Linked DNA regions of Mus musculus: all the other regions are linked to region 3. Evidence: chromatin contacts called from public HiChIP or PLAC-seq data. All regions are on one chromosome and are shown on one strand. Each heading gives the region's core, a stretch centred on a gene start, on an enhancer-like site or on the middle of the called end of the contact. The rest is flanking DNA. Distances are from core to core; before and after follow the strand shown.

The links. HiChIP or PLAC-seq counts read pairs in DNA pulled down with a chosen protein or histone mark.
Region 1: an H3K27ac HiChIP or PLAC-seq map of microglia shows a contact between it and region 3, with 6 times the contacts expected there. The contact joins the promoter of Cnfn here to the promoter of Dmac2 in region 3. A contact is called at or near these places in 2 of 39 promoter capture datasets (liver and neural stem cells), 4 of 115 datasets of contacts at active chromatin or transcription factors (embryonic stem cells, kidney and microglia) and 3 of 9 other capture datasets (adipose tissue, embryonic stem cells and pancreatic islet).
Region 2: an HNF4G HiChIP or PLAC-seq map of pancreatic cancer cells shows a contact between it and region 3. The contact joins the enhancer-like site here to the promoter of Dmac2 in region 3. A contact is called at or near these places in 16 of 39 promoter capture datasets (the 3T3-L1 cell line, the C10 cell line, the HPC-7 cell line and 11 more), 5 of 15 datasets of contacts at CTCF or cohesin (CD8 T cells, embryonic stem cells, hippocampal excitatory neurons and 2 more), 151 of 484 Hi-C or Micro-C datasets (the 63-12 cell line, 8-cell embryo, the AML12 cell line and 90 more), 39 of 115 datasets of contacts at active chromatin or transcription factors (the 230-238 cell line, CD8 T cells, the HPC-7 cell line and 22 more) and 5 of 9 other capture datasets (adipose tissue, embryonic stem cells, embryonic tail and 2 more).

The regions. Positions count from the first base shown.
Region 1 is chr7:25,368,468-25,371,167 of GRCm38.p6, reverse strand. Cnfn (cornifelin) reads left to right here and starts at 1,444. Exons shown (of 4, transcript NM_001081375.1): 1 at 1,444-1,503; 2 at 2,692-2,700. The coding sequence starts at 2,694.
Region 2 is chr7:25,428,849-25,431,548 of GRCm38.p6, reverse strand. All of the region lies in intron 4 of 4732471J01Rik (RIKEN cDNA 4732471J01 gene), which reads right to left. Among named protein-coding and RNA genes, the nearest start is that of Cxcl17, 17 kb to the right of the region's middle. Within about 2 kb of position 1,273, at least 53 of the 459 cell types and tissues checked have an H3K27ac peak or open chromatin away from gene starts, as enhancers often do. A contact at or near this core is called in the 63-12 cell line, CD8 T cells, colorectal tumor organoids and 4 more, where this site is marked.
Region 3 is chr7:25,618,125-25,620,824 of GRCm38.p6, reverse strand. It overlaps Dmac2 (distal membrane arm assembly complex 2), which reads right to left and starts at 1,411. Exons shown (of 6, transcript NM_001290487.1): 1 at 1,365-1,411. The coding sequence starts at 1,382. Gm38969 (a long non-coding RNA gene) reads left to right here and starts at 1,164. Exons shown (of 2, transcript XR_881901.3): 1 at 1,164-1,390; 2 at 1,840-2,157.

The DNA.
Region 1 (2,700 bases), core at 195-2,694, 250 kb after region 3:
AACAAAAGCGGGGGTGGGGGGGAATAAAGATGCAAAGATAAGTGGATGGGGACTCAGAGCTGAAGTGGGCAATGCCACCCATGCATGTCGGCATCACCCCAAAAGACAGACACGCGCAAGCAAAATGATGCTCACTACCATAAGTCTGGGGCCACAGCCAGTCAGCCATTTGGGTGGTGCCAGGAGACAGAGTGTTGGATATGTGGAGAAAGCTGTGGTCATAGGCCGTCCAGATCACAGGCTGGCAGGTGATCCATTTGTTGTCCCCTCATACCCACACACTGTGGCATGGTGACACAACCTCTTCTAGAGTTGACACCCCGATTTTCTGGTGCCTCCTATATTTTGGGGGTGACACCCATGGTAGGAACCCCACCCAACTCTAATGCCGCTTCCTTACTGAGTCACCTACAACCCTGTCAGGCCTGTTGAGGGGAAACTTTGGTGAATCAAGTACCCAAGACCCAGTCCCTTAATCCCTGAGGAATTCATTGGGAATTTGGATCTAGCTCTCGAGGAACACACAGCCTAGACTAGGGTCGCCAGAGTCTAGACCCTCTTTTAGATTAAGAGGCCCAGGCTCAGCCCTTCTCCCTCAGACTCATAGGTCTCAACCCCAGCCCTCCTCCCTCAGTTCATGGATCCAGACTCTTCCCTCAGACCCAGGTTCCAGATCCCAGCCTCCTCTCTCAGACTCCAGTATCAGCTTTCCCCCTTCAGACCCAGGAGTCTAGGTCCCATACCTCCTCCCTCAGATTCACATTCCAGACCTCCCCATCTCTGCTCCCATCGCACTCAGGTGTTAACTGGGGCCAGACACAACCCCCAGGTTTCTTGTCAGTCCCCAGCCCCCTCCCTTCCCATTTGAAGCAGAGATGAGGTGCAATATTTACTTTGGTCCTCACATGAATCGCCCCCTAAAACACGTGACTGTCCCCCACTGACCCCATGCCTCCGGGCCTTGAACCGAACACTGGGGAGGAACCCGCTCCCACTCTGTATAACACACCAGGCATCCCTCCCTAACCCCTCACTCTCTCCCTGCCTCTCCAGATCTTGCAGTTTTCTGTCTCTCAACATCTGTGTCTACCTGTCTCCATCCTCTCAATTCCCATCTCCAGTCACTCATCTTCCCTATCTCCCCTGCCCTGGGTCCCTGCTCCCTCTTCCCCAGTCTCCTTCTTCCTGTACATTCTCCATCTCTGACTCTGTTTCTATCTCTTCCCACTCTTGTTTCTACCTCTGCCGCAGGTCTTCAGTCCTGAGAGATGAGACAAGAGGGGAAGTGGGGTGTGGGGAACAGAGAGGAGAGGGAGGATGGAAAATCCAGGGGGAAGGGAAGAGGGTCAGGCAGACCGGCTAGTCTCCCTTGGCATCTCTGTCAGAGCCCCGCCCAGGGCTGTGTGGCCTGGCCCATATAAGCAGCTCCTGGCCTCACACTGAGAACTTAGTGTCTGCTGTCACCAAGAACCTCTATCTCCATCCCCTCACGTGGATCTGCAGGTAGGACCATCTCCTCCCTAAGTCCCTGCTCTCTGGCAGGCACCTCCGCTCGGTTCTCTGCCTATCTGGCTCACAGCTCTGTCTCCCTGACTGCCTCTGACTGACTGCCGCTGACTGGGATCATCTTACTCTTTCTCAACGCTTCACTTCCCCAGTCTCACCTTTCCAACCTGACTGGTACAGAGTTGGATTTAGAAATTCTGGGGCCCAGCACCCAGTCTCAGAGCCTGTTTGGATGGGTCCATCATCAGGCATTTCTCTTCTGTCTCTGAGCCTATAGCCCTCTGTAAAATCAGCTTGTAGAGGTACCATGTTCCACGCTTGTGGCTGTCTCACAGTGTCTCTGCGAGCACCTGGCTCAGAGTTCTTTCCCATCTGTCTCTGCCATTCCTGGCTGCCTTTGCTCTCCCTAGACAAGGATTTGTCTCTCTCCAACTCTGCCTCTGCTCCAAGAAGGGTCCTCTGGGGTCTGTCGGGCAGCTGTTAAAACGATGGGCGAGTAGTTCGCCCACCTAGCCATCCCAGCCAACAGGTTAACTTGGCCTCTTTCTCTTCAGCTCCCTTCCCCCCCTGAGAGTTCGTCTCCCCCAGTGCCCTAGTCCCTTGCCCTCCCCTGCCTAGTATCCAGCATCCCTTGGACAGACTACATTGCTGTTGCCGTAGCCGTCCCCTGCAGCCGTTCACACAGCAGCCACCTCCTCAGGGCCAGCAAGATGCAGTTTGAGATGCACGACCACGTGAAAGGCAAAGGTGGGGTCACTGAATGCACCAGCAACCCTCTAGGTGCCAGGAACCTGGCTGCCTCCCTACCCTGGGCACCCTGGCTTCGAAAACAAATGGCACTTGCTTCTACCCCAGAGGCCCCAGGAAATGTTGGAGCCCAGTCATGGAGGAGGAGGTGGTGGTATGTGTAGCCAAGTCGAGGCTCTGCCCAGCTGTGGTGCCCACTTTCCCTCCTGACTTTGGCTCAACCAGATGTGTAGTTGGCAACAGCAGCAGAGACAGACTAGGGGTGTTGATGACCAAATGTGACAGATAGGAATGGGGAGGAGGTACAGTGATGTTTCCTCTAGTGGGCGGCCAGGTGGCCTGCCCAGACTGCCCGGCAGAAGGAAGGGCGGCAGGGGTGGCGCGGCTCAGAAGGTCCTGCCAGGATGCCTGTTGATCCCCCTTCTCTTACCTCCACAGCCATGTCAT
Region 2 (2,700 bases), core at 24-2,523, 190 kb after region 3:
AAAATAATGACTCTGGCCTTTTCATAAGGAACTATCTTAGGCAGATGAATGCTCTTCCCAGGGCATTCCCTGAAATCTGTATCAAGGCTTGACAAAAACGTAGGTAATTTTAGGATCCATGCCTGGACCTCCAGGAGATTATAACTGCTTTCTCATCCCTTGTAAACTCCTTTTGCGCAAAGCTATTTTCCAAGAACTACCTAGTGAGACCCGGAATGCCTGCCTCCCTGGGTCATTTCACTTCCAGCTTCCCTGCCAGGACCCTGCTGCAAGCAAGCAACCATCCCAAAATAGATACCCAGGCTAGCACCTTTACCTGCTCCCGTGATCACAACCACTCACACTCAGCACCCATTATCTAAGGCTTTACATGAAGTGCTATCCTCTCAAAAGAGTCTATAATCGTGCCCATTTCTACAACCTAAAAAAGTCAAGGACAAGGGCGTTAAGTAATGTGCCCGATATGGACCAACTCCATAATTTAACTTCATCTGCACTCAATCTGGGCAAAAGCTGTCTTAAATTTTTCTGAGATCTCCCAAACAAAATCCACCTTCCAGAATGATTTTGACCTCCCCCACCCTCCACACACACACACACACACACACACACACTTTAAGATTGGACACAGCCAACATAAGCTGTTTTCTGTCTCAATATTCACATAGGCGCCTGCTTCCTAACACCTAGCACAATTTCAAGGCACTTCCTTAGCCTACTGTTTATGAATCGTTACTTTTTTTTTTTAGGAAAATGCAGGACCAGATTCCCTGACCACATAAGAAGTCACAAGTTGACAGTCTTGTGAACTATTTGCACAGCCTTTCTCAGACCATAAAAGGGATGCACCAAGAAGAAATGCAATAAGGAAGTAGAAAAACCAGGAGAGTTCCTGGAACAATCACAAAGAGGTGGAGACTCCAGAGCCAGTGCTTAACGGCCTTGAACCATGCTTGGCAACCCCACCTGTCCCTTTCTATGCCTCTTGGCATCTGACTTCCTTCTCACCTGTCCCTTTGGCCTCACTTTCACAGACCTGATGAGTGGAGGAGTCAGAAAGGATTCATGAGAGAGCTGACTCACTTATGTACACTCACTCACCTTGGGACAGTTGCTACGCAGGGCGCAGGATTTAAGGACAATTAAGGAGTTATGCTTCCTAGAAATTATGCTGTCATGTTTGTCTAAGCAGAGGTGGGCCCTCTGGCCCTTAGGAACTTACATCCTCCCTTCTCCCTAGGTTGGGTTACATTCTCCTTTTAGTAGGTCATTTGTTTACTAAGTCATACTCAAGAAAAGAGAAAAAAAACTCAGTTGGATGGATTCCTTAAAGTCCCAAGCATTCCATTCCATTCTAAAATGTCTGTTGTTTTGGTGATGAGCAAGCAAAAAAGAAATATTAAAGGCCATGCAGGAAATTGATAACAAGTTTAACCATAAAACCATGAGTAACAACCTACAAAATGCCTTTAGGGACCACTGAACCACAATAATGAAGAGACAGGAGTCTAGTACTGCGACCTTTCCATTTGTATCTCATCTATAGGTCACCATGACTCATCCTCACACAGTTAGCTCTTACCTCAGAACTTGTAGATGGAACCAGCCTTTAGATACACACATATATTCATGAATTTCTTTCTATGCTTTAAACAGAACTTCATTATGTAGCCCTGGCTAGTCTAAAACTCACTATATAGACTAGGCTGGCCTGAACTAATAGAGTTCCATCTGTTTCTGCCTCCCAGAGTATACCCCCACAGAGTATACCCCCACAACCAGTCTAGATTCAAATATTTTGGAATCTGAAGCTCCTGTTTCCACTTCACACCATTGCATCCACAGAATTCAACGATAACTCTAGTGGAAATAATTATACTAAACTTCAACAGTAAGACAGGATCTGAAACAAGGCTTGGGATGAAAAATTTGGGAGGCTGAACAGCAAGGCAGGAATCTTTCAGGACATAAAATGTGCGTCAGTCATGGTTGACTGCAGACCAAGGAGCCATGCTGAAGGACTATGAATGACACCCTAAGGAGTCTGAACTCGATCTATAGATTACAGGAATAGCTGGAAATGTGGATAAACAGCAGCTTAAGAAAATTAAGTTAGCTTTTAAAAGGATTACTAAGCAAGCTTAAATTTAAATAAGTAGTTCTTAACTTTGATAAGAAATTAAAATGATCTGGAAGCTTTTTTTTTTTTTTTGAGACAGTGTGTCTCTGTGTAGCCTTTGATAGGAACTCCCTATTACATCAGGCTGACCTGGAACTCACAGAGATCTGCCTGCCTCTGCCTCCTGAGTCCTGGGATCAAAGACATGGGCCACCACCTTTTACTGAACCAAGCTCCAACCTAAGGTTCTATATCATATTTACCTGTTTCGTGCCTTTAAAGGTTATTTTTAGTAGTGGGTATTTCTGTTTTACTTTGATTTTTGATTTGAAGTCCTGGTGATTGAACCCAAGGTCTAGCACACTCTAGCAAAGTGTTCTACCTCTGAGCTTATCTTCAATTCCCTTAGTCTTCTCTAAATTGGTAGAGTTGTTCCAAGTTTTTGTCTTCATGACCATAACATTTTGATTTAGTTCTTTTGTTTGGTTTGGTTTTTTTTTAAGATTTATTTATTTATTATAAGTACACTGTCTTCAGACACCCCAGAAGAGGGTGTCATCTCATTACAGATGGTTGTGAGC
Region 3 (2,700 bases), core at 162-2,661:
GGCCTACCTTGAATCTCAGCCTGTGCTTCCTGAGTCTTTTAAATCCTTCTGATACCACTCCCGCCCTAATATGGGGGTGTAGCTCAGGACTAGAGTCTCTGTTTAATATTCATAAGGCACCGTGGTCAGTCCCCAGCATGTCCACGTCCTCAATCCTTAACCTTTGGGATTCAAAACATTTCTCCAAAGTCTTCCATTTAACCAACCATAAATTCATTCTTGAATGCAGCCAGTCTTGGTTTTCTCAGGTTCTTCTAATTTCCCACCAAGTCCTTATTTTTTTTTCCCAAACTACCATTATACTTTCATTTCTCACCAGTTCACTCCTGGGGGTTGGGGTGGTGGTGGTGGAATACGTACGTGCATAGTGTGCATTCAAATGTGTAGGTGTCCTTGCACGAATGTGCCCATGTATGGAGGCCAGCTGTCTTCCTCAATTGCCCCTGGCTTTATAGATCAAGGCAGGGTCTCTCACTTGTACCTGCAGCACCCCAACTCAGGTAGCCCAGCCAGTGGGTTTGCTTGAGGAATCAACTGTCTTTACCTCCAGAGTGCTGGGATTCCAGGTGAGCAGACATGCCCCGCTTCTACCAACTCTGGCCTTCATGCCTCAAGCACATGTGCTTCAATAATGAACCATTTCCCCAGCCCAAATTTTACCCAGTTCTCCCTAGGATTTTGCCAAATGGCTGATTTCTTTGCCATCCTGTCCACGTAACCTTCACCTTTACAGGTAGCGCTGGAAATGGAACCCACGGCAATGAGTACCAACAAAATACTCTACTACTAAATACATTCTCCAGGTTAACGAAGCTCTAGGAATCCCCCTCAGGTTCTTCCTCGGACCTCCAAATTAACTTCCTGGCTCCCGCCTGCACACCCTGTTCTTTGATTTTTGTTTGTTTCCTATTAAGGTTTAGTTATTTATTTACAGGCAGGATTTTACGTTGCCCTGCCTGCCCTCCAACTTGATACACAAAAGGATAACCTTGAACTCCTGATCCTGCTGCCTCCACCTCCCAAATACTGGGATTACAAGATCCTTAAATTCCCCCCAGGAATTTCGCGCAAAAGCATCATTAGTTCTACATCACCTCCAAACCCTTATCCCGTCCTTTCCCCCCAGGAAGAGCTGTCCTACTCCGCTGATTGGCTAAGCCACCCTCATCCCATTGGTTTCTCTATCAAGCGACTCGAGACTCTCTGTGGCCCTCGGCAGCCCCAGACGGCGTCTCCCGAGCGAGGTCCGGCAGGAGACGCTCTGTTTCCGCAGACTTTTGTTTCCCAGGAGGCTGAGAGAGGTCTCGAGAACCGAGCTACAAAGTGAACCATAGTTCCGGGACGCGGACGCTGCGGTCACCTACCGCTCTGGGCGCCGCCATCTTGCCAGGTAACGTAAACAGAAGAGGCAGGACGTTCCCTCCTAACACGTGGTTCAGACACCAAGGGCCACGCGTGTGGCCACGCCCCCTTCTGTTTTAGCCCGCCTTTTAAAGGCGCGCGTGCGGAGGAGACGGTCTTTCCTGTAAAGGATCTACTCCTCCCACTCCACCCCACCCCCGAGTGCGGTCGCAATTCTCTTGCGTTCATTGGTTTTTCAGTTTACACCCGATATCTCTACAGCAGAATCAGTACGACTGATTATGATTTTTTATTTATTGTTATTGTGCGTATACACGCGTGACATTCCGCGGCGCAGGTGTAGAGATGAGCCGAGTCTGGGTCCAGGAAGCGAACTGAGATCCACTGGCTTGCACAGCAAGCACCTTTACCCACGGAGCTACTTTGCTACCCTATTATTAGGTTTTTAAATTTTATTTTCTCTGTGTGTGCATGTAGCTCTACACCACGTGTGTTCAATGCCTTGGAGACCAGACGAGGACGCTGGATCCCTGGAATTGGAGTTGGCAGCCCCCGTGTGTGTGTGCTGAGAATTGAACCCAGATCTTCTGAAGGAGTAGTCAGTGCTCTTAACTGCCACTGAGACGTCTCTCCTCAGCGATGAGGTAGAGGCAGATTAGACTTGAGTATAAGAGACTATCTTTAGTTTGGAGTTCACATCTATACTTATTAAGAGAGTTATTACTTTTACATAAAGTCTCTCATGTATGGTATATTTGCCATGAACTTTTTTCAATTAAAAGCGTATATTTATCATTAATGTGTGTATGTGTTTTATGTATATGAGTGCAGGCACACTTGTGCTGTGGACAGAAGTTTATGAGGTGCTGGGGACTAAACCTCAGACCTCCTTCATGCTAGGCTAGCTCTTTACCAACTGAGCCACATCCACAGCCCTCAGTGTGAACTCTTGGTGGATTCTCTTCATTCATTCATTCATTCATGTTTGCTGAGCACTCGCAGTGGGTGCTGGGGTCGCACTAACAGCCCTTTTCTTAGGTAGTCATCATTCTAGGTAGAAAGACAATAGGTAAGAAATGAACACAAAATTAAAACTAGTGTTTGATAAAAAAAAGTAGGTAAAAACGGGCAATATATTAGGGTGTGGCGGGGTATAGGGCAGCAGTGAAGGTCTGTAGAGCAGGTGCATTTAACTGCAATGAGTGACAGGAGAGTCACCTACCCCAAGGCTTGGATAAAGGTGTTCAGGCAGAGGTAACAGCCTGTACAAAAAGCCTGAGGTCTTTGTCAGCTTGCAGAGAGGTGGAGACTTGACCAGAGTTGGGCAGTAGTGCTGGC